Regions from separate parts of the Callithrix jacchus genome. Here region 2 is linked to region 1. Evidence: chromatin contacts called from public Hi-C data. All regions are on one chromosome and are shown on one strand. The core of a region is the stretch at or near the end of the contact, and the rest is flanking DNA. Distances in the headings are between cores, read along the strand shown.

What was found. Hi-C and Micro-C count contacts between places; a contact is called where the count stands out from the background.
Region 2: a Hi-C map of skeletal muscle shows a contact between it and region 1, with 2.4 times the contacts expected there. The contact joins the enhancer-like site here to the promoter of PLCH2 in region 1. A contact is called at or near these places in 2 of 3 Hi-C or Micro-C datasets (both in skeletal muscle).

The regions. Positions count from the first base shown.
Region 1 is chr7:40,478,756-40,482,450 of calJac240_pri, forward strand. It overlaps PLCH2 (phospholipase C eta 2), which reads left to right and starts at 1,836. Exons shown (of 22, transcript XM_078330085.1): 1 at 1,836-2,312.
Region 2 is chr7:40,529,979-40,533,673 of calJac240_pri, forward strand. It overlaps PLCH2 (phospholipase C eta 2), which reads left to right. Exons shown (of 22, transcript XM_078330085.1): 11 at 219-377; 12 at 3,518-3,610. Among named protein-coding and RNA genes, the nearest start is that of PANK4, 33 kb to the right of the region's middle. Within about 2 kb of position 1,758, at least 3 of the 16 cell types and tissues checked have an H3K27ac peak or open chromatin away from gene starts, as enhancers often do. A contact at or near this core is called in skeletal muscle, where this site is marked.

The DNA of each region.
Region 1 (3,695 bases), core at 586-3,085:
GGGGGAGGAGAGGGAGGAGCAGCAGCTCTGCCCTGGCTTGGGCACTAGGTCCCTGGTGTAAGGGCGGGCAGAGAAGCTGTAGGAGCCGGCACCCGGGAGGGGAAGCCAGGTGGAGTCTGGGAGTCCCGGGTTCTGGTGCGGCCAGGGGAGCCAGGAAATCACCTTTCCTTCGAGGGGCAGCCCTGGAGCTGCCTGCAGGCTCGTTGGGGGAGGTGCTGCTCTCTTCGCCTTCCATCCACAGCCCCCATGGAGGCAGCTGCAGCACAGGACGCAGGACTCTGTCAGCCCCTCACTCGAGTGATGATGGAGGCATCACTGCAGGCTCAAGGCCCCAGGCAGAGACTGCTGGAGCCTGCCCAGCCTCGGCCAGATGAAACATCCGGGAACACAGCCGTGACACAGCCTCCAGGGTGTGTGGAGATGGCGCTGCCTGGTGCTCCTGGAAAGCAGAAAGCCCTGGGGGCTGGGCTGGCCCTGCGGGCAGCTGGACACAGTTTCTCCCTGGTGATCTCTGCATCAGGAGGAATCCTGACCATGCCCCAGGCTCTGGGGCACATCCAAGGAGCAGACTGCTGGGGGGAGGCAGAACCTCTTGGCTGCAGCAGTCAGGAAAGCACCATAGATACCGGCAGGTCTATTCCTGGGGAGCTGAGGCCTGGAGGGGAGACAGGCCCCTTGTGGATCTCTGGGGAGCCAGTCTGGGCACCTGTGTTTTCTGTCTCCTCTTCAGTCACCAGGCCAGGGCCGGGTGTCGGGCAGGCTCTGCTTTGGAGAGCAAAATCGAAACTCTGGCAACACCGGTCCTGAGCCCACCGTCCTGTGCTCCCTAATCTGTCCTTGGACTCCTCCCTGGCTCCCACCTTGGCGGCCATCTCAGGCCTTGTCTCAGATTCAGCCTTTCCTCTTCCTGACAGGCAGAGCTGACTGGCCCCAGCGGGCTGTGCCCCTTTCTCAGCTCTGGCGAGGACCCCCTCTTGGTTTGAACCACCCATGTCAGACCCAGACAACAAAATCCAGGGACCCTTGAGCGCAGAAGCTGCATGGTGTGGGAGCACAGGGCTGCCCTAGGGTGAATGCTGGGGCTTCCCTCAGAGGCGGGGCTGGCCTTGTGGGTAAACAGGGTGCTCTGAGTGCAGGAGCCCTTCTTGTTCCAGAGTCTGCCAGGCGGGGCTGTTTGGGAAGTTCTGCGTCAGCTCTGTGACCCAGGCAGGCCTGGGGGAGCTGAGGCCTCTCTGGATAGTCTCTTTTGCCCTGTCTCCCTCTGCTCCTTCTTCATAGCTGCCTGCAGCAGAGGGGGAAGGGATGAAGAGCCCGAAGCACAGATGCCTGGTCAGAAGGGGGTCCCCAGGGTCAGGGTCTGTCTGTGTGGCTGCTTTGGGCCTCCAGCATCTGGAATCATGGAAGGGGTGGCTGGTGTGGGGCTAGGGACCCACCCAGGGGATGCACTTGCCCTGGACTTACGGGGCCATCCTGGTTCTCCCGGGGTACACAGGACATGGCACCAAGCTCCCTCTCCCAAGGTGGGTGTGTTGGCTGCCCGATGGGAGCCAAGGGTGCCCTGCCACCCTCTTGGGGCTGGGCCATCCTCCCTCCCCAGCAGTTCCTGGCACTTCAACAGGGGCCTGCAAGTGCACCTGACATCCTAGCTGGGGGAGGGGTGGCTCAGGCCCCTGGTCTCAAACGCTGAGGTGATGTGGGTGGGGGGCGGGGAGTCAAGTGGCAGACGCCCCTGTCTTGGCTTTTCCCAGCGCCTGGGCAAACGCCCAGCCTGGAGATGGGAAGCGCTCTCGGCCCCGCCCCCTTCCCGGTCCCTCTGACTGGGGCCACCGGGAGCCAGAGGGAGGCGGAGCGGGAGTGCGGGCAGCGGAAGGCCGCGGGCGCGTCTTAGCGGAGAAAGCACTTTGGCTGCTGCGGGCGCAGGGCGGGCCGGCCAGTCCCACTGTGCGCCCCGCGCCCCACCTGCTCCGCGCGCAGCGTCCGCCCGCTGGCGCCCAACCCGCCCCTCGCCCAGTGCCCACCACTGAGCCCGCGCCCCCGGCCCCCTCCCGGCGCGGGGCGGGCAGGGGGTGTGGTGCGGGCACGAGTGACAGCGCGCTTCTCGCGCGGCGCCTCCACGGGCGCAGTGTCACCGCGCACCGCCCAGCGCGGGCCGCCTGAGCCGGCGGCCGATGCTGCGGGAGCCCCAGCCTGAGCCGGGCCGCTGACGGCGCCCCCAGCCCCCGCACCCCCCGCCGCCTTCGCCGCCGCCGCCGCCGCCGCCGCCGCCGCCTTCGCGGAGACAATGGACGCGGGAGCCGCCCCGCAGAAGCACAGTAGGTGCCGCTCCCGCTGTGCCGCCGCCGCCCGGGCTGCGCGGGTGGACGCGCGGGGGCGCCGCTGCCCTGGTGCGGGTCGGGGCCCTGCCGCCCCGGGAGGCCGAGCTGCCCGGGCTCAGACCCGGAGGGGAGGTGCGATCGCGGTGGCGCGGGCAGCGGTGCGGGCGCGGGACTGTGGGCGGGACGGGCAGAGCGGTCCTGAGCTCTTCGGGCGGCCCCCCCACCCCGGCGCAGGGTGAGGGATCTGGGGGCCGCCCCTCGGCAAACTTTCCTCCCCAGGGCTCCGAAGAGGTCGCCCTGGGGCCGGGACTGCGCTGAGAGTTACCCCGGCTGAGCCCAGGCCGGACACCCCATCCTTGCCGATGGCGCCGTGGGGCACCCGGTGTGGGTCCAGCAGGTGCTGCGTGGACTTGCCGCCTGGGTGCCCCACGCACCTCTGCCTGGGCTGCACGTGTGCATTTGGGGGAACCGGCCTCTTCCGAACTAGCAGGTGGGGGTGCAGCAGGCACTGCCTGGGCAGGCGAGCTCGGGAGGCCCTGGGGCAGCGGGCGGTCTGCAGGGCCCAGGAGGGGCAGTGCGTGAGTGTCCAGAGCTGAGGGGTGCCTCCTGGGCTCTGGGCCTGCCGGCAGAACTGTGCTCTTAGGGGAGGTGGGCTCTGCTGGAGAAAGGTTCTGAAGAGAGAGGAGGCTTTCCCTCCCCTCCCGGCCTCCCATTCTGTCTGGTGACACTGGAGGCAGCCACGGTGACCACTGACCCCCACTGTGGCTGTGAAACTGCCCATCTTCCACGGCCTCTTCCCTCCATGAGAACGTGCCCAATCAGTGTTCCATTCTTCCCCTGACACCTTGGTCCAGTGAGGTGGGGCTACGGTGCCCAGTGCCCTGTCTTGGGGAGCCCATGGTGTCTGCCTGGCTGGGTCTCTGATCCCAGAGGCTTCTTCAGCGAGGTGCAGCCGCAGGGGTATTCAGGTACCACGGGATGCCTGGGAGGGGCAGGTCAGAATCAGAGGTCACTGTCCCACCTCCTGCCTGGTGGGTGGGGACAGAAGCCAGCCTGTCTCCCCTAGGACTCTGGGCTGATGCTGGGAGAAGTCAGCTCTATATCAACCCCCCCCACCCCCGCCGCCCCGACACATTCCCTCTGCACTTGAGCCAGGGCGACATTCTCTGCACCGCCTTGGGAGGGTCTGGAGTCTGGAAGGGATGTGGGGGGCAGGGGGGTACTGGGCAAGTGGGTGCCTGGCTGTGCTGAGGGTCACCATAGGCCCCTCCCCTGAGGCTGACCACCTGATGGTCTTGGCCTCCAGGGCTGAGAGCGCTGAGCCCGAAGCATCGTCTGGACAAGGCAGGGAGACTCAGCGTCTGCTGGATGGCGCATGGA
Region 2 (3,695 bases), core at 508-3,007, 51 kb after region 1:
ACACAGGTTCTGCTGGGCGCCCGTGGGCAGCTTCATGCTGCTGGTGGAATCAGGTGGGCCTGGGTTCCTGTCCTGCCAGTGGCTGCCTGTAGGTCCAAAGTGAATCATATGACTTCCATGAGCCTGGGGTGGGTGGAGTGCTGTGACCCTGGGAGTTGTCACCACCACTGCTCACAGGGCTGGGGCAGAGGCCAACAGGCCAGCCTCTGGGTCCACAGGCGTCCACCAATCGAAAGCGTGTGGAAAACATTGCTAAGAGAAAACTGGATTCCCTCATCAAGGAGTCGAAGATTCGGGACTGTGAGGATCCCAACGACTTCTCTGTCTCCACACTGTCCCCATCCGGAAAACTCGGACGCAAGGTACAGGCCAAAAAGGTAAAACCCCTGACAGCCAGCCTGTGGGCCAGCGAGGGCCCCAGAACAGGTGGTGTGTGTGCTCATAAATCTGCACACAGCACACTTTGGCACACACACCTGCATACATGCATGCCCACATACCAGCGGGGTCTCAAAGCCCAGCCAGTCCTGGGAGCTTCCCAGCTGGGGGGACACGACTGCCCTCCCTTCCTATGCCCTGCCTGGAGCTGGTCATGGCCACGTGGGGAAGTTTCCACGTGGAGCGAATGGCCCTTGGGGGCTGTCACGGCAGACGCAGTGGTGTGTGTGTGGGTGAGAGGTGCCAGGCAGGGTCGGCAGGTCCCACAGCCTCCTTGTAGCCCTTGAAGGAGCCAGGAGCTGTGGCTGGCGGGTCCTGCAGTCCTGCGGGGGGTGGGGCTGGGTGGGGAATGTGGGTGGGCCCTGAAGACCCTCCCCAGGGGGACAGTGCTGTGGGGCGCCAGTGCTGGGGACTCTCCTGGTACCTGGAGCACCCTACTGTGCCCTGTGGTGCCGGCCGACTCTGCCTGTCCTAATGCTCAGGGAGGGTGGGAAGGTGACTCCTCCTGGGCCAGGTGGGGTGCCATGTCCCCTTCCTTCCAGGACCAGTATTTTTAGACCTGGTGTTTGTGTTTCCACCCACGGCCTGAGTGCACTCGGCACAGCTGACACTGAGGAGAGCTCGAGGAACATGCCTGTGCAGGTGGTGGCTCTCGGGTCCCAAGCCGACAGGCGTTCCTTTATTTTTATCCTGAGGTGTCTGGGTGGGGAGAATGGCCATCTGTGGCTCCCTGGGCAGCCAGCTGGACCTGTGCAAAACCTGGAAATGCATCTTCAGGTCCAGGAGAGCGATCCCCTGTGGACCTCAGTCTGAGTGGCTCAGGGAAGCCTTCCTGCAGGAGGATGAGGGGCTCAGGCATAGCCACTAAGGCTGAGGGAGGATTGGAGGTCCCACCCTGGTGAGATGGGACCTGCCGGGTGGGGACACACACCAGAAGAATCTCAGAGCCTGTGGCACAAGAGAGGGCGGGGCTGATACCCAGGCCAGGCCGGAACATTCAGCCCTGGAGCTCACTGGGGGCGAGGCCCTGGTAAAGGGGGTGTCTGTGTTGGGGGTCATGGGGATGGCACACCCCACCGAGGGACACTTGTGCCTCTCTGTGCCCCTGGGCTAGGCAGCATCCCCTCTGCCCATGAACCTTGAGGACACAAGGCTCTTCTCATGGGCCCCTGAGGCCTGGGGGCAGCAGGAATGGGTATCTGGGGGAGAGAAGCCGGATGGGTAAGGAGGGGACCCATCTGCAGAGATGTGGGCACAGCCCAGTGAGTGCTTATGCTGCCAACAGCTTCGCCCCACAGGGACCCTCTCCCCACACAGGCAGGGCTGGGGGGTCTGCTGCTGGCTGAGACCCTCTGCCCTCATCCAGGCCCCTCTCCTTCTGGCCTTCTGCTGTCCGAGCCCCTGGGAGTGTGGTTGGGTGTTGCTGTCTCCTGTGTGGGAGTCCCGGAGTGACAGCAGGTCTGGCCGTGTAGTACGTGCTGTGTCTGGCCGGATGGCCATCTCCTGGGTCAGCACATGCCTCTCCTCAGTCATGCCTGGATGGACAGTCGCTTGCGGCTCTTGGTCACTGCAGCATTTTGGGGATCTGTAAGGAGCTTTGAACTGTGGCGACTCCGACTGGCCCCAGGCACACTGTGAATCTGGCTCCCAGCGCCTCTCCTGGCAGCCGTGGCATCAATAAATTAAGAGGAATTTGGGGCTGGCTTTGCTGGAGGTGGAGAGAGAGGAACACCTCCGAGCCTGCAGGGCCTGCACAACCCGGGAGCCTTCTGCCGCGGTGCACACCGGGCCTTGGGCTCCGGCCAGTGCCACTTGGGAACGGGACGGTCCCTTGGCCACTCTGGGCCATGGGAAGGGCCATCCGATCCTATCCTGGCTCCCTAGGAGGGTGAAGGAGGGGCAGGGCACACACCCAGGCCAAGCTACCCAGAGCACAGAGAGGCTGGCAGGAGCTCCCCAGTCATGTCCACAGGACCGAGAGGCCGCCTGGCATGGGGCCTGCCATGTGTGTCCTGATTTCCAATATGCCCAGTGAGGAAGTGTCCAGGCAGGCGCCGGTCTAGGCTGGTGAGGCCGGGGAGCAGGAGGCACTGTTGGCTGTGGCAAGGCTGAGCGCTGCGTGTCTGTGGTCTTGGGAGCATCCGTGGGTGTGTGAGGCATGTGTGCTGTGGGTGTGGCAGGGATGTGTCCAGAGGTGTGGGCGTGTGCAGGGGTGTGGCCATGGATGGGCACCGTGTCTGCCTCTGGTCAAAGCCCCTCTCTAACAGGGACCCTGCTTCGGGCCCACAGCTTCGTGGTGTTTGAAAGAAAGCAGCCCCCCCATGGGTGGGGACAGGATGAGGGATGGGAGACCCCCCTGAGCAGAGCTGGACAAAGTTTTGGGGGTGTCAGTGGAAGGGGCTGCAGGGCTCGGGGTGGCAGAGGCTCTGGTGACTCTGTCAGGAATGAGCTTTGGGATGAATGAGCAGTTTGGATGCAGCCCTGGGTTGGGCAGGGGCAGGGGCAGGGAGCGGAGCCCTAGTTGTGCCTGCTGCTTGCACAGCAATCAGAAGGCTCACAGTGGCATCCTGGGGTTCCCGGCTCAGAGTCTGCCTTGGGGTGCGCCCACCTGGAGCTGTTTGTCTGATGAGGTGATACCTGCGTGCTGTGGGAAGAGGCCCAGGCAGAGGGCTGAGGAATGCTCATAAAAGGGTTTCGTAAGCAGCCCTGGCCGAGGAATATTCCAGACACACAAATGCATTTATTATGCAGTCTCCACTGGTGGGGAAGAAATTCAGAATTGGGAACTTAATGAGTTCAAGACAACACAGGAGGGAGACTGAGGCAGCGTGAGTGAATGTTCCCCCCACAGGCCTGCCTCCCAGGGCCTTCCCACCAGCAACTGCCTCTGCCCCAGGGTGGACTGGGAACAGCAGCCACAGGAGCTCCCCAACCTGGCCCCACCCTGCCTTTCTGCCCCCAGGCCTTTCAAGTCCACCTCTTGCAGGAAGGCCTCCTGGGGCCACCAGGGAGCTGCCCCAGCCTCCCTGCCGGGTTCAAGGCTGGGCTCACCCTGTCCCTGTCTCTCCCTTGGACTCAGAGTAAGGCTGAAGAGGACGTGGAATCTGGGGAGTACGCTGGGGCCAGCAGACGCAACAGCCGCCTTGTCGTGGGAAACTTCTCTAGGCGCAAGGTCTGGTGCAGCTCCCAGCCCAGGGTCCCCGTCTGGGCCCAGCGTCCTTACTGCTCTTAGTGCCCCAGCGGCCCCTGCCCCAGCC